Linked DNA regions of Mus musculus: region 1 is linked to region 2. Evidence: chromatin contacts called from public HiChIP or PLAC-seq data. All regions are on one chromosome and are shown on one strand. Each heading gives the region's core, a stretch centred on a gene start, on an enhancer-like site or on the middle of the called end of the contact. The rest is flanking DNA. Distances are from core to core; before and after follow the strand shown. Region 1 has its middle 13 kb from the start of Gm32835. Region 2 overlaps Nav1 (neuron navigator 1).

What was found. HiChIP or PLAC-seq counts read pairs in DNA pulled down with a chosen protein or histone mark.
Region 1: an H3K4me3 HiChIP or PLAC-seq map of forebrain shows a contact between it and region 2, with 2.8 times the contacts expected there. The contact joins two enhancer-like sites. A contact is called at or near these places in 8 of 39 promoter capture datasets (the 3T3-L1 cell line, 3T3-L1-derived adipocytes, the HPC-7 cell line and 5 more), 8 of 484 Hi-C or Micro-C datasets (the HPC-7 cell line, bone marrow-derived macrophages, embryonic stem cells and 4 more), 23 of 115 datasets of contacts at active chromatin or transcription factors (the HPC-7 cell line, the NIH/3T3 cell line, bone marrow-derived macrophages and 15 more) and 2 of 9 other capture datasets (adipose tissue and liver).

Annotation. Positions count from the first base shown.
Region 1 is chr1:135,698,240-135,703,248 of GRCm38.p6, forward strand. No RefSeq gene overlaps it. Among named protein-coding and RNA genes, the nearest start is that of Gm32835, 13 kb to the left of the region's middle. Within about 2 kb of position 1,287, at least 105 of the 459 cell types and tissues checked have an H3K27ac peak or open chromatin away from gene starts, as enhancers often do. A contact at or near this core is called in forebrain and muscle stem cells, where this site is marked.
Region 2 is chr1:135,563,278-135,567,782 of GRCm38.p6, forward strand. The region is part of intron 1 of Nav1 (neuron navigator 1); the gene reads right to left. Among named protein-coding and RNA genes, the nearest start is that of Nav1, 20 kb to the right of the region's middle. Within about 2 kb of position 2,709, at least 85 of the 459 cell types and tissues checked have an H3K27ac peak or open chromatin away from gene starts, as enhancers often do. A contact at or near this core is called in forebrain and muscle stem cells, where this site is marked.

The DNA of each region.
Region 1 (5,009 bases), core at 37-2,536, 130 kb after region 2:
AGAAAGGGAAATTGGCTGCAGTCCAGGGGCTGGGGTGCTACCCAGAGAAGAAGATCTCTTCCCCCATTCCTATGCTGTAGACCAATGAAACTGCAAGGGCCGAGGTGGCCGCTGTGGCATTTCCAGGGTAAAAGGGCTCTGTCAAAGCTGATCTGAGTCTCTCCAACCTTCACTCGTGCCTTTTCAGGCACTCCCCCGAAATCCGAGGTGTGCTTTGGTGACTGATGGGCCAAGCTGTGACTGCCGCCTTCTTGTTAGTACAGATGTGCTTTGCAGCAGCTGTGACGGAAAGCCACACCTGTTGTCTAGATCAGCTGCTGTAACTCTACTCCTAGGAAAGCAGGCTAGTGAGAGGCCTCTTCCAAGTCCCCCTTTTCAAAGGCATGTGGAAAAGCCGGCATCTGCCCGTCACAGCAGCAGGGGAGCCTGCTTGGAAGGTCGTGGGGCCCTGGGAATCCCAGTCACTAACTGGAGTCTTCCAATTCAGCTTTACCCCAGCTGTACGCGAGCCAGAGCCCCTTCCTCGCTCCCCCATCACGTCGGAGTGGGGAAAACTGAGAAGCAGGAAGATGGCAGGGAGTCCTGCTGCTTCCAAGGAACCAGATGTTTCTAGGATCTCTGATTTCCCTGGGGACCTTCATATTTAACAAGGTGGCCTGAGCTGGAAGGATTCGGCACAAATTAGCGAACTGCAAAATGGACTGGGGACGTGAAAAAAAAAAAAAAAAAGACACCAGGGCTACGGATGAATCGGGAAGCTGAGCAGAGCTTGCTTTTCCCGGGCATCAGTCACGGAGACGCTGGCCATAGAGATCTGACACTACTACGAGAGAATTTGTTCCACTGAGCAGCGTTGGGTGTGACGGAGTTGGCGTTAGTGAGACCGGAACACCAGTCATTCCCAGAGCCTGGGGAGGCATGAGTCCCTCGCTGACATCCTGGGTACTGGGTAGAATCCAGAACCCCCAGGTCTTTGAGAAAATCTCAGCAAGATAAATCCAGGCTACACACTCTCTGTCACCTAGACCCACAAAGTAAGGCGCACGTGCCAATACACATTAAAAACCTGGCGGTGAAAAGCAGATGGTAAGCTGGCATTGCTGATGTCTGCGGTATACGCTCACATCCACATCAGCGCTTTTAATGACCACACGTCACTTCACGTTCAGGGGAGGAATCTCGGCCGGCATATTAGAATGGTGCCAAGGCCTCAGCAGGACAGCACCCTCTAATCCCCCAGCAGCCCTGGCAGCGCCCGGAAGAGATGGCGCATGTGGCAGGCAGCGCCCCGCCAGATGTAGGACACTGCTGACCCCTGCTGGTGTGGGCGCGTCTGCGGAGGAGAGCCCTAGGGAGAATTCAGACTGGAAAAAACTCGCAATCCGTCTGGGAGGGGTAGGAAGAAATACCCCAGCTCAGAATCTCCCCATCTGGAGATCCTTTGAAGAGACAAAGCAGACTTTAGAATAAAACCCAGACTGGATTTTCTGAGGGGAGTGCGACAAACTAGCGAACGAGTCCTCCCTCCAGCTTCTGTGGCCTGGAAAACCCTGGGGCCAGTTCTCTTGACGCTAAATTAGGAACCGGAACCGGGTGGTGGTGGTGCATGCCTTTAATCCCAGCACGTGGGAGACAGAGGCAGGGGGATTTCTGAGTTCGAGACCAGCCTGGTTTACAGAGTGAGTTCCAGGACAGAGAAGAAGCCCTATCTCAAAAAAAAAAAAAAAAAAAAAAAAAAAGGAAGGAAGGAAGGAAGAAAAGAAGAAAGAAAAATAAAAACTAAATTGGGAAACTTGGCAACACCCACTGCCAAATGCAATCATCAGGGAGACAAAAATAAAAGGGGGTGGAGGCGGGAGAAGGGAGAAAGACAACTTTCTCAAGTAGCTCAATAGTTTTCAGCCAGAATCATTATCTCTTTGCCTCCCCACCTCTTTCCAGAGTAGTTTCCTTATTTCAGCACAGAGACTTTGTATTTCAGCTTGATTTCTGGTGCTGTGACATTTTACCTTCCTTTCTGTGAGAGATGTTGCTATCATGGTATCTGGGTGCCTCCTGCTAAGAAACCTGGCATCTAGAGTATTTGCATCCGGTCTGAACTTTTTTTTCTTTTTCTTTTTTCTTTTTTTTTAAAGATTTATTTATTTATTTATTATATGTAAGTACACTGCAGCTGTCCTCAGACGCACCAGAAGAGGCATCAGATCTCATCACGGGTGGTTGTGAGCCACCATGTGGTTGCTGGGATTTGAACTTCGGACCTTCGGAAGAGCAGTCGGGTGCTCTTACCCACTGAGCCATCTCACCAGCCCTGAACTTTTTTTTCAAACTCATTTTACAAACAGGCAAAACACAGAACCCAACTATCCCAGGATCTCTACTGAAATAATCACAGGGACCCAAGGGGCAATTAGGGCCCTGCCAGTTCCAACAAACGCAGTCCAGAGGCCCCAGGCAGACGCAAAAGCCACCCATTGCTAAGTCTCTTTCTCTACCCAGAACTGGGTTAACAAGAACCTGCGTTCACCCCTACTGAACACTAAACACCATTGAGGGTGTATACGCAGTCCTCTACGCTGCCACCGTGTGGCCTCCTCTGGGTACTGCACTGAATTCACTCCTATCAAGGAACTGTGGCTTCTCACAACAGCCTCTAACCTGCTTGTTCCACTTCTCACCTCCTTATCATTCTCTCTTTTGTGTTATGCTGAGCATGGAACCCAAGGCCTCGAACATAAGTGCACACTCTACCATCAAACTACATCACTAGCCTCCAGTTCTCAATTTGACATCTGCAGCATTTGATGTTTGGTACGCACTTACGCTTACTTGTATAAAATTATTATGAAACATTTTAGATATATAAGATGTATAAAAAATAATACAACAAGGAATTGTTCCGGTAGTACCCTTTAGAGAATTGGACAGCAGATGTGTGTGTGTGTGTGTGTGTGTGTGTGTGTGTGTGTGTGTGTGTGTGTGGACAGACAGGTAGACAGACACAGAAAGAGGAATAGGCACATGTGCTAGTCGCTGGCCAATGCCATGTTCTCCAGGATGGGCCAGCAAGCTGAGGTCAGAGAAAGCCGGCAGTTAAAACACCAGCAGACTCAGTTTAGGTGCAAAGGCTAGGAATGCTGGTGTTCCATTTAGAAGGAAGGCAGGCAAGAGGAGTTCTTCCTGAGTGAGGAGGAACTCCACCTTCAGCTCAGCCTAGAGCATCTGATTGGACAGGCTCCCTCCTGTTAGGGAAGACTGTGTTTTATTCATTCTTCTGATTTCAATGTTAATCTTATCTCAAAACACCACAGCAGAAAGCTCCAAGATAACGTTTGACCAATTATCTGGACACCCCATGGCTCAGACAAGCTGGCGCTTTATAAATTTAACCATTATAACTGTATTGTGGAGTTTAGGAAATAAAACATTACAGATATAGTTTATGCCCCTCTTCCATTGCCTTTCTTTCTCTACCCACGAGTAAACACCATTTTGAGTTTGCTGTTCATCTTTGCCACACACAATTATAATTTTACCCTACCCTATGCTGCACATTTTAAATGATAAATTCCACAGCTTTCCTTCCTGGATCAATATTATACTGTAAGGTTCATCTGCATTGATGCATGTAAGTTTAGCTTATTAATTGCTACTGTTTTTAATATTGCATTGTTCTATAATTCATCTGTTTTATTGTATAGGGTTTTTTGTTATTTTAAATGGTTTCTATGGAAATTTTGATTTTTGTTTCTGGAGATTTGTCTTAGTTAGGGTTTTACTGCTGTGAAGACACCATGACCAAGGCAACTCTTATAAAGGACAACATTTAATTGGGGCTGGCTTACAGATTGAGAGATTCAGTCCCTTTTTATGAAGGTGGGAGCATAGTAGCATCCAGGCAGGCACAGTATAGGAGGAGCTGAGAGTTCTATATCTTCATCCGAAGGCAACTAGAAGACTGATTTCCAGGCAGCGAGGATGAGGGTCTTAAAGCCCACACCCACAGGGACACACTTCCTCCAACAAAGACACACCTCCAATTAGTGCCACTCCCTGAGCCAGGCATATTCAAACCACCACAAGAGTGACCCAAAGTTTAAACCTGGGACCTTGCCCATGCTCAGCATGCACTCTACCATCAACCTACAGCCCAGTCCTTAGCAATTCTTGCTTGCTTCGTGTGGTGCACATTCACATTCTTGACTAGTCTACTGGGAAGTGAAATTAATAGCCTTGAGTCTGGACACTTTTCACACCACTGCATCGTTGCCAACACTTGCTTGGTTACCACCCCCTTTTCATATCCACGTTGTTATGGGACCACATAACATCAGGTTTCTTAACTATGTTAGCACAGTTGACAATCGCTCGTAAGGCCATTCTTCAATAGGATCGCCTTCTACCTCTCTTAATCTTTTCCCAGTTCTGCCCTTGACTCCTTTCCCTTTGATTTGAAGAATTACATATTGTGACCAGTTACCCTTCTTTCAAGTAGACACTTTCTGCTCAGTTTTTTCCAAATTAGTGGCTTCTGTCTCTTACCACCATAATGGTTTCTAGTGAGGTATAATATATATAATTCACCCGTTTTAAGTGTGTAATTTAATGATTTTTAGAAATCAGTTTAAAGAGTTGTGTAACTGTTGCCACAGTCCAGTTTTAGAACATTTCCAACACCACAAAGCAATTCCTCCCACCCACATGCAACCAACTGCAGTTCCCACCCCTAGCCACAGACAGCCACAGATGTGCTTTCTGTCTCATAAATTTGCTTTTCTAGACATTTTATATAAACGAAATGACATGATATGAGGCCTTTTGCCTCTGTCTCTTTTCAGTTTGAAAAATGTTTTGTAAGGTTTGTTCTGGCTGAAGTTGAGCTGGTTGCTTTTCTTTACTGGAGAGTAGTGCTCCCTCAGTTGTGCTCCCTCACACGAACAGGGAACATCCCATTTGTTTGCCAGTCGGGGGAGTATCTGGCTGATGGTATATCTCTCAAGGAACGAATC
Region 2 (4,505 bases), core at 1,459-3,958:
ACTTGCCGTGAGAAGGCAGGATTCTCTTGGTTTAGGAGGAATGGGGACCCAGGCGTGAGTGGGCCAATGCGTTCCCACACTGTAGAAGCAGTTCAAAGTGGGGGTGAGGGGCAGTGTACACAGGCTCCCGGCCTGGCCAAGACTTCCATGCCCATAGCATGACAGCAACAGGAAACTCAATAGCTTTAACCCTAACCTACCCACTAGGGAGCTATTGTCAGTCTGAGAGCAGAGGAAGCCTGCAGAGGCCATAGTGTGCTCTCTCAGAGCCCATCCTGAACTCTCCTGGCTTCGTTGCAAGTGTTGGCTTGGAGGAAAGGACCACAGAAACTCTGGAATGAAACCTCTTGGAGTTCAGGTAGGTAACAGCTCAGAATATGAATTATGTGGACTTGGCAACTGATAGGGTATCTGCTGAGTGTCCAAGTTTGTGGGCTGGTATTCATGTGTATTACAAACAGACTCCAAAGTTCTTAAGAAGTATAGAGTGCCAGAAACAAGGTCTACGACACGATCATTAATTACCTAATTATTTTGGCATAAAAAATGCTCGACAGGGGAGGAATAGGGGATGTTCAGAAGAGCCAGGAAGAATTTGGACTGCAGCCCTTCAGAAACTGTGTCTCCTCTTGGCAGAGCTGGCGGAGCACTGGGGGCAGAACAACAAAGCACCCAGGCCCTGGCCTTGCTCAGTCAGGCCAAACCAGCTCTGTGCGGTTCTCCCTAGAGCGTCTCCAGCACAGCCAGCTTTGTCCCCCAAGTCTTGCTGATTCTTCTGTCCTGGAGGTTCCAGGAGACACGTGGCACATGGGAGAAACAACTGGTCCTGTCTCCTAAGAGGTAATATGTGGTCTCCTCAGCTCTCACGGAGCTCTGGTCTAGTCATAGGGGTGGGGGAGGGGGAAGGCAGAATCTCCGAGTCCTGAAACCTGAGCTGAGCCTGGCTCAAGTTAAGGGCAGCTTTCAGGAGAAAGTTTTCTCAGGCTACAGCCTCCACTGAGCACTGAGCACTGAGCACTGAGCACTGAGCACAGGGCTAAATGCCTCAGAGGGGCCCAGGTCCCCAGGTCACACCCTGTGCTCTCCCTCCCTAGCCTTCTAACAGGTCTGGAGGAGGCTCCCAGGTCTGCCCAGGGTTCATTAACAGCTCCATCTCTGACACGCCCCCCCGCCCCCCCCCCATCACCTTTTTGGTGAGGGAGAAACTGAGGCCTAGGATAGTATAGAATACATTCTAATTATGAATGACAACTGCTGGACCAGGCCACACCACAGGGACAAAAAAAAAAAAAAAATGTTTCTTTCTTGTGAGATTCCTCTCCTGCCTTTTCACTTCAGAAAATGGCCCAGTGGTTCCACCGAGCAATGGCCCATTCCACAGACTGTTCCAGCACCATCCTACTGTAGGCAGTGCTGCGGGGAGGAAGGCAAGAGGTGGGATTTAGCATGCACTCTCTCCTGCCTCTGTGAAATCCAAACACCATTCGCCTCCTTTGGTGTTTTCTGTGAGGCCACATTGAAGAGCAGGCTCCTCTGTCGAGCAGCTCTTCTGAGCATGCCCAGTGCCTGTATGGCTCGCCCAGTGCTCATGACAAAGGGACCTTCAAGTCAGGCCCTGTCAGAAAAGAGACTGACTGTGAGAGACGGCTGGGCCTGGAGTCTCTGGCAGGAGCCAGGCATATGAATTTTGCAGATTTCATGGTGGTGCCGAGGAGCGGATCTGGCACTGAAAGATACGGCTGGGCAAAACACTCACCAGGGAAATGGGAGACATGTTTTGCATTGGACGACCTCTGGGAGTGTTCCTGGGAGTATCAGTGTCATTTCTCAGAAGTGCTGGGCTGGGCTCTCCCACCATTCCCGGGGAGGAACTTGAGGAGCCATGGAACAGAACCCTGGGAAGTGTGCACTGCTGCAAATGGTCCCCACTGCCCTTCTTAGCTGCAACCCATCCCCAAAAATAATTTTTGATTTTATACATGTTCCCATGGCAACCTGAGTCCCCATCAGCCAGAGGGTTACCATGGTGACTTCTTGGCTCTGTCCACAGCTGAGGCAGGCTCTGTTCCTTAGCTGGCAAGCTGGGCTCACAGGGAGTCAGGTGAGGAGAAGACTGGAGCTGGGGCTGGCCAAGGGCACTCAGGGGGTCTGTTAACAGCTGCCTGGGCCAAGCAGAGATGTCTCAGAGCAGGAATTGGCCTGGTTTCCAACCAGCCTGAGAAACACTGCTGCAAGCTATCCCAGGTCCTCAGTCCTCCCTTCCAGCCACTAACCCAGGTCCTCAGTCCTCCCTCCCAGCCACTGACCCATGTCTCCAGTCCTCCCTCTCAGCCACTGACCCAGGTCCTCAGTCCTCCCTCCCAGCCACTGACCCATGTCTCCAGTCCTCCCTCCCAACCATTGACCCAGGTCCTCAGTCCTCCCTCCTAGGCACTCACCACACTCTACCCCCAGATGGCACACCTCTGCAGCTGCTTCTTTCAGCTGATGCTTTCCTTGTTCTGGGATTCTCTTAAGAATCCATCTCTAATTCTGTCTGTCCTCCTCAGGTCCAGTCCTCAGCATCCCCCTGGCATTTCTAGTCTCAGTTAATCAGGTCCAGACAGATCTTGGGCAATATTCCATGTCTACGCTCTGAGTAGGGTTGGCATTCAACTGCTGTGTCCCTTCCTATGTGCCACAGCTGTACCCACCACCCTGTGCCTGGCCCGTTTCCTGCCAGAGCCCGGAGCTCCTGGCCGTTGGTGTCCTCTCTTCCCTGCCAGCTGAGGGGCTCTCCATGGGGAGGGTCTGTTGCTTTGCTTTGAATTTCTGTATTGAGGTTGGCCAAGGATGCAGAGCACGAGGGAGCTAAGAGAGTGAACATGCTGGGGGTGGCTGAGAGCAATGGGCTTAACACTTCCAGCCGTGAAAGAGAGGAGAGAAGGATGTGACCGAGTCTCACTTTAGGAGAGGCTAAGAATAATTAAGAACTCAACTTCAAGGGCTGGAGAGATGGCTCAGCAGTTTAGAGCACTTGTTGCTCTTGCAGAGGATCCACGTTTGATTCCCAACATCCGCATGATGGCTCGAAGCCATACCTAAGTTCAGTTTCAGGGGGTCCAATTTCCTTTTCTGGCCTCCTTGGACACATGGTACCACAAACACACAGGCAGGCAAAATACTCATAACTATACAAAGAAATAAATCTTTTTTAAAGAAAGGAAAAAAAAAAAAGAGAATCCTGCTTCAGCTGTTTCATGGTCACCCAGTCGTCCCTGTGCCTGCCTGCCTGCCTGCCTGCCTGCCTGCCTTCCTTCCTTCCTTCCTTCCTTCTTTCCTTCCTTCCTTCCTTCCTTCCTTCCTTCCTTCCTTCCTTCCTTCCTTCCTTCCTTCCTTCCTTCCTTCCTTCCTTCCTTCTCTGCATCCATCTGATCATCTCCAGCTACTATGCCAAGAGAAGGAACAGGCATGGAATCTGGGAAGTGTGTGCCTCCCACGACGATCCCTTACAAATGCACGCTTGCTCTACTCTTGCACGCCATGGCCCATCTGTGAGTCTTGCCTGCCCACGTGCAGGAATCCTTGTCTTCGTCTTAAGAGCAACCTATAAAATATGGGGACACACTCTGGAAAAAAAAAGTGGTTTGTTTTTTTTTAAACTTTTACTGCATTCTCACAGAGCCTAAAACAATGCATTCATTAAAAAACAGTGAGAGTGGATGATTAAGCTCACTCGGGTTTTGTTTTTTTTTAAAGCCTGTGAAAAGTGTTATTTTTAAAATTAACAACAGTACTTTTTAAAAAGCCAAGGACCGGGCTTGTTCTTGACTCTAATGCCCACTGGGCAGTGGGTAGAAGAGTTTGGAACCTCAGCGTTAGTCCATCAGGCTCTGGAATTGATAGAGCAAAGGCACCCAGGCATCTCATGGGGCTAGGAGCTCACATAGCACACCTACTTTGAGTGAGCATAAAAACCAGGCTGGCTTTCCAGGGCAACAGAATCCAGCTCTGACTATAGACACACAGGCTTTTTTTTTTGGATAGGGTTTCTCTGTGTAGCTCTGGCTATCCTGAAACTCACTCTGTAGAACAGGGTGGTCTCAAATTCACAAAGATTTTGTCTGCCTCTGTTTCCCAAGAGCTGAGCTGCTTTCTTAAAGTGCCATGGCTATCCCACGTTGTCTCTGTGGCCTCTTGGCAGCCAGGAGCCTTAAGTGTTTAACATTGCAGGTGTCTGGGGTTCTAACACTCATGGAGCAGGTTCAGACGAATGACCTAAACCCCATGTGACCTCACTTCCTGGCTGTTCAATGGTTGAGTTTACTGTGCAGACAGTAAACCCTACTCTGCAGTGCTGTGGGGATTCATGGTTCTACTCTGTAAAGTTCCTCAGACAGTGCCTGGCACAGAGAGAATGTTCTAGTATCCAACGTCTTGGTGAACTGGCCTCCCAGACAGGTCCCAGGGATCTCTGTGCTCAGAGAGAAGGTCCTTTAAAACCAGGGCTTTTCAAAGCTCAGGCA